2 separate regions of the Mus musculus genome follow, and region 1 is linked to region 2. A link is a contact called in public HiChIP or PLAC-seq data. All regions are on one chromosome and are shown on one strand. The core of a region is the stretch at or near the end of the contact, and the rest is flanking DNA. Distances in the headings are between cores, read along the strand shown. Region 1 holds the start of Kcnmb2 (potassium large conductance calcium-activated channel, subfamily M, beta member 2). Region 2 has its middle 100 kb from the start of Gm33886.

Region 1 (3,054 bases), core at 110-2,609, 110 kb after region 2:
GATACAAAGAGAGTCTTTTTTTCCTACTGAATCACATTTTATTCCCAAGAAAAAACTGTAACCAATCAAATAACAGCTAAAATTCAAATATAATCAGGGTATATTCAAACCAGCAGCCAGGAACATGAGAAAGAAAGAAAGGAATGAAAGCAAAATCTTTGGACCGATATGAGAGCAATTCTGATATTCAGTTATTATGTGGAAGAGGATGTGGGTCTGCTCAATGTCGTACTCCCAAACAGCAAAAATGCCCACAATTAAACAGTGGCAACTTAGAATCATGCCCCTGAGATGGTCTTCCAGAGGGTCACTGGCAGTGGCTGTAAGATGTTCATTACCACTATTCAATTTCTGTTCCATAGTCCAACATAGAACACTCCTGTCCATATTGCATCTGCTGGTCTCTAAGCCCCTCCCTTAGTGCCGACCACTCAGTTTCCATAGTAACTACTATATAACTATGGTTCTGAGGTAGCAAGAGAAGAGAAAGGAAAACCGAGTTAAAAAAAAAAGACTAAACCTGGGTAGTTGGAGCATTAAAACATTCTCTGGCAAGAACTTTGTTTTTGCATTCCTGTCCGGAAAAACACTTTTCAGAGTGATGTGTGTTTGCACACACAGAACAGCCTCCTCTCTGGCCAGTGTTTCTATGTCACTACTGTGTAAAGGACCACACCAAGGCAGGGCACCCATCCCAAGCTCCTCTACCCACCTTCCATTCTTTCCATGGAGAGAGCAGTGATGCAGGAAAAATGGTGACCTTTGCATGGAGCAAAGAACTGTGCAGCCGACATGCCCTAATGAGTTCATCTGTTTTCTGATGCATGCTGTCCGTCTGATACAACATTTGAGACTTCAGGTGAGTACATGCCATAAGGCATCCTCAGTTACCCATCACAACTTTCCCTGTGTGAAAGGATCCTCTCGCCTAGCTCTGGAAATAATGTCTTTTTCTAACTTGGGAAAGCAAGAGTCCCTTGCTGGGACTAACAGGATCACTTGGGGATTCCAAGGGTGTTTACTCCCAAGTTCACCCTCCTAGAGAGAGCTTATTTACAGGAGGAGTTCTTTCTTCCGAAGTTAGAGGATTTGGAAATCTAATCTAGTAGGTAGGGTGGCCGCAGAGCTAGGAGGGAAGTCAGATCAGGCTCCGCTCCCTTTTCAGTATGAAAATTCGAAAGCAGTGGGGAAGAAATGCTGGACCTATCACAGCGATGCTAACAGACAGCCTATTACAGTATTTAATAAAAACAGAAGCAGCGTGCCTGTCATAGGCTAATAAATCCTACCTCCTGCACGCTTTTAAAAACAGTCTGGACCGGCTTCCACAGAGCTTCGGAGAACTAATCTTAAGCATGGCTGTCTAGCGTGCCTGTCACTCCTATTGTCCTTCCAAACTCTTGCAGACATTTTGAGCGAGGAGTAAAGCTATGAGTTAGCGAGGGTGTGACATCAATGGTCCACAAAGACAGCCAGCAGGAAAGGTAAAGATGAGGACCGGTGGCTGTGTGGAGGACTACACGGGATCACTGTCATTAAAAATTAAGCGTGGCTTTTGAGGAAGATGTGACAACTCCTGAAGGTAGGATTTGCATGTAAAACAAAGGAATCTGTTGCTGTTTGGAGCTTTTTGTTGTCGCTGGGCTCAGCGCTGGGGTGCCTGTGGTCGGTCAGGGATTGCAGCCAGGTGCTACAGAGAGGCTTGGTTGACTTGGGGCTCCACGCTGACCAAAACACAAGACACACTGGGCAGTGTGAGGTTTTATGTCTGGAAAGCCTCATGGACAGGTTGGCTCCGGGCTCGATCGCAGCCTGCTGAGTGTGCACTCCACGTTGCTTTCGGTGGAGTAGAAGGCTTAGAGGTCATGGAGAAAACAGTTCTTTTCTTACCAGTGGTGCCTGATAGGCTGGGGAGGGGGCACTGAGAGAAGACTTTGGCAGGTGGGAGGCAGAGAGAGCCAAGAAAAATAGAGGAGGAAGCCGTGCTGAACTTGAAACCTGTTAGGTAAATATATATTCCTGGAGTCAGTGTGTTTTGGTGGTCAGAGGGTATTTCAGAAGATAGTGATGGATTTCCCCCTATAATCTACTATAAGAGAAATCTGGTTACCTCTGTCCATCTTGCATATTGAAAGGCTGGTCCACACCATTCTGTTCCTATTAATGGCTTTGCTAAAAACAGACCGGGAGTTTGAGAGTAAAGAAGGGGCTTTCTCTCTGTTCGTGTTCTTGCCTTTGAGCAACTGCTGGGCTGCAGATGGAAACGGGAATTCTTTAGAGGTTAAGGACTTGACCTTTTATTTTGTTAATGAATAGCTCGAAAGCTTAATCTTCCTTGAAGATAAGAGGAGCGGTTGGGTTCCACAGTCCGGGAGGAGGGGGCAATGATTAGCACTGGCAAGGAACTGCATACATCTCCTTGCACTTCAGATGGGCTCTGTACAGCTCTACTAGAGAGGGAAGGTAGGAACCACCCGCGGAGATTTCAGAGGCAAAAGTACAATGATCCAAAACCAATGTTTCTGCAATTTGATCCCCGGTGCCAGTACTGTCATTGCTTGTGACCCTCAGTGTGAAGTGGCAGGGACAAAGTGAATGTGTCCCTCCGTGGCGGGTGCGTTCTCTCCCCTGTGGACCTCACAGACTCAAAGCTGTAAGGATAACGCTTTCTATTTTGAAAACCAAACAAACAAACAAAAACAAACAAACAAGCAAACAAACAGAAAAACCTCTGCATTTCGATGCATGCATTTAGCTATAATGAACACCAAAAGCGCTTCAATGATCATATTTATAAAGAATGTAACATTCTCCACTGGTCTACACCATCCACATAACACGGTATAAATAAGTGTTGAGGACAATGTTAGTTTTCAGTTAAATGCTGGAATTAGGGTTAAGTGAGATTCTGGTCTTTTTGAGCTCCTGTGTACACACTGCCATTTACACACAAACTCGAGGTCATTTTCCTTTGGTTGAGAGACCTCTAGGCTTGAAGTTGGCTGGGTGTTCCTCATAGCAGAATGACAGCCTTTAGTGAGACTGGGACCCAGT
Region 2 (3,268 bases), core at 472-2,971:
TCAGTTCCTCAGAAAATTGGACATAGCACTACCCGAGGATCCAGATGTGTCACTCCTGGGCATATACCTAAAAGATTCTCCAACGTATAACCAGAACACATGCTCCACTATGTTCAGAGCAGCCTTATTCATAATAGCCAGGAGCTGGAAAGAACCCAGATGTCCTTCAACAGAGGAATGGATACAGCAAATATGGTACATTTACACAATGGAATACTACTCCACTATTAAAAACAATGAATTCATGAAATTCTTAGGCAAATGGATAGAACTAGAAAATATCATCCTGAGTGAGGTAACCCATTTGCCAAAGAACACACATGGTATGCACTCACTGATAAGTGGATATTAGCCCAAAAGCTCCAAATAATCAAGATACTATTCACAGATTATAAGAAGTTCAATAAGAAGGAAAACCAAAGTGTGGGTGCTCAGTCTTTCTTAGAAGGAGAACAAAATACTCACAGGAGCAATTATGGAGCTAAAGTGTAGAAAAGAGACTACAGGATTGGCCGTCCAGAGGCTTTCCCGAGATCCATCCCATATACAGTTACCAAACCTAGACACTATTGTGGATGCCAAGAAGTGCATGCTGGAAGGAGCCTGATATGATTGTCTCCTGAGAGGCCCTGCCAGAGCCTGACAAATGCAGAGAGGTGCAGGCTCACAGCCAACCATTGGACTGAGCCAGTGTCCCCAATAGAGGAATTAGAGAGAAAGGAATAAAGGAGTTGATTTGGTTTGCAATCCCAGGAAGAAAAACAATATCAACCAACCAGAACCCCCCCCCACCCCTCTCAGAGATCCCAGGGACTAAGCCATAAACAAAGGAGTACACATGACTCCAGCTGCATATGTAGCAGAGGATGGCCTTGTCATGCATCAGTGGGAGGAGAGGTCCTTGGTCCTATGAAGGCTTGATAGATGCCCCAGTGTAGAGGAATTGAGGGCAGGGAGGTGGTTTGGGGTGGGTGGGTGGAAGAAAACTCTCATAGAAGCAGGGGGAGGTAGGATGGGATAGGCTGAAACCAGGAAAAGAGATAATATTTGAAATGTAAGTAAAGAAAATATCCAATAAAAACTAAAAAAATAAAGATTGAGTTTTTAGGAAAGGGAGCATGGTGGCAGCAGTTGCAATAAAGGCAATTTTTAGGAAGTAGTTTATATCTGCTAGCAAAGAATTTATATTAAGTTGGTAGATATAGTATGCATAAAAATATTTAGCAAAGGTCATCAGACAGGCCTGTGCTTATGAGGACCATGAGCCTGCCTAACCCTCAGCTTCTGCCGCCTGGAAACATTAAAGATTTTCCAGCAAAGACTTCTAGCTTTTCAGTGAGCACTGGCCCTTCTTATCCATTTGTAGCCATTAATAGCCTTTATTCCCATTGAGGCCTATTGGTGATGGGAAGTTCTCAGAGAGTTGGTCATTGACTACACAACTGGACCGATACTACAGTGAAGCAGAAAGAAAACAGCCTTTGATTTGGAAATTGGTTAATTTAACAATCTGAGCAGAACCTAGAAAGTATAAATTAATATTTTTGTCTGGGCAAACACTAAAAGCAAGTGAATAATAAAAGTAAATTTAAATCAAATTCTGAAGTAAGTTCCCCCAAGGCTTTAAAAATTCAGTTAACTGTCCTTTGCTTTGCTTGTTTCTCTGTAATTTAAATTGCCAGTACACCTGCTTAGATGTAACCACTGTACAGAGAACAGAGAATAAGCTCACAATTACTGGAAATGTCCACAAGGTGTCAGCCTTGGGCCAAAAATGATAAACCTAACACTTAAAGGTGGTTTAAATTTTTTAAACTGAAGCTTTTTAAAATTTACTTTTTTGTGTATTCACTTTACATGCAGATCGTACCCCTCCCGATTCCTCCTCTCCTGCAATCCCGCCCTTACAAATTCCTCCTCCTCCTCCCCCATTACTCCCTCCCATTCTCCTCAGAGAAGGGGAAGCACCCGTGGGTACCACCCCACCTGGGACATCTAGTTGCCATAGGCCCTAGTTCCTCCTCTCCCATTAACATCCCCTCCCCCCAGGTAGTCCATCTAGGAGAAAGGATCCAATGCCAGGAACTGACTCAGAGACAGGTCCCTCTCCAATTGTTAGGGGACCCACATGAAGACCAGGCTGCACATCTGTTAGAAATGTGTAAGGTGACTAGGTCCAGCCCCTGAATGCTCTTTGGTTGATGGTTCAGTCTCTGTGAGCCCCTACGGGCCCAGATTAGTTGACTCTTTAGGCTTTCTGTGGTGTCTTTGATCCCACCAGCTCACTCAATTCTATCTCCCACTATTACAAGATTCCCCAAGCACCGCTTGATGTTTGCCTGTGGGCCTCTGCATCTGCTTTCAGGAGACGGTTCTGTTAGGCTTCTGTCTGTAAGCCCAGCAAAATATCATTAACCATGTCATGGATTGGCTGTCTTACAAGGGATTGTGTTTCAAGTTGGGCCAGTCATTGGCTGGCCCTCAATCTCTGCTTCATCTTTAGATCTGCGCATCTTATAGGCAGGACACAGTTTGGGTTAAAGGTTTTGTGGGTGGATTGATGCCCTGCTCCCCCCACTGTAAGTCCCACCTGGCTATAGGAAGTGGCCACTTCAATCTCCATATTCCCCCACTGCTAGAAGTCTCAGCCAGGGTCACTCCCATAGAGTCCCAGGAACCTCCCCCATCCCAGGTCTCTAGCTACTCCCAGAGATGCCCCAATCTGTTGCCACTCTCATTCCCAGACTTCTCCCACAGTCCCACCCCACACCTGATCATCATCCCAGTTACCGTACTCACCCCCTCTTCCACCCGTTTCCCTCTCTCCATCTACCACCAATGACTATTTTTTGTTTCCCCTTCAGAGTAAGATTCACATATCCTCCCTTGGGACCTCCTTATTAGTTGGTTTCTTTGGGTCTGTGAATTGTAGCATGGTTATCCTGTACCTTATGTTTAATGTCCAGTTTTGTACTTTCTGGGTTTGGGGTCCTTGCTCAGGATAATATTTTCCAATTCCATCCATTTGCCTGAATATTTTCACAATGCCTTTGTTTTTAATAGCTGAATAGAATTCCATTGTGTAATCATACGACATTTTCTTTATGCATTCTTCAGTTAAGGGACATCTAGTTGTTTCTAGTTTCTGGCTATTATAAACAAAGCTGCTATGATCATAGTTGAACAAGTATCCTCGTGGTACGGTGATACATTTTGGGGGGTATATGCCCAAGAGTTCTATAGCTGGGTCTTAGGTAGAACTACTCCA

The links. HiChIP or PLAC-seq counts read pairs in DNA pulled down with a chosen protein or histone mark.
Region 1: an H3K27ac HiChIP or PLAC-seq map of VIP interneurons shows a contact between it and region 2, with 3 times the contacts expected there. The contact joins the promoter of Kcnmb2 here to the enhancer-like site in region 2. A contact is called at or near these places in 1 of 39 promoter capture datasets (embryonic stem cells), 4 of 484 Hi-C or Micro-C datasets (the C2C12 cell line, cortical glia, nephron progenitors and 1 more), 5 of 115 datasets of contacts at active chromatin or transcription factors (SST interneurons, VIP interneurons, embryonic forebrain and 2 more) and 3 of 9 other capture datasets (embryonic stem cells, liver and pancreatic islet).

What each region holds. Positions count from the first base shown.
Region 1 is chr3:31,901,344-31,904,397 of GRCm38.p6, forward strand. Kcnmb2 (potassium large conductance calcium-activated channel, subfamily M, beta member 2) reads left to right here and starts at 1,360. Exons shown (of 6, transcript NM_028231.2): 1 at 1,360-1,582. Gm34031 (a long non-coding RNA gene) reads right to left here and starts at 831. Exons shown (of 3, transcript XR_389652.3): 1 at 713-831.
Region 2 is chr3:31,788,775-31,792,042 of GRCm38.p6, forward strand. No RefSeq gene overlaps it. Among named protein-coding and RNA genes, the nearest start is that of Gm33886, 100 kb to the left of the region's middle. Within about 2 kb of position 1,722, at least 3 of the 459 cell types and tissues checked have an H3K27ac peak or open chromatin away from gene starts, as enhancers often do. A contact at or near this core is called in SST interneurons and VIP interneurons, where this site is marked.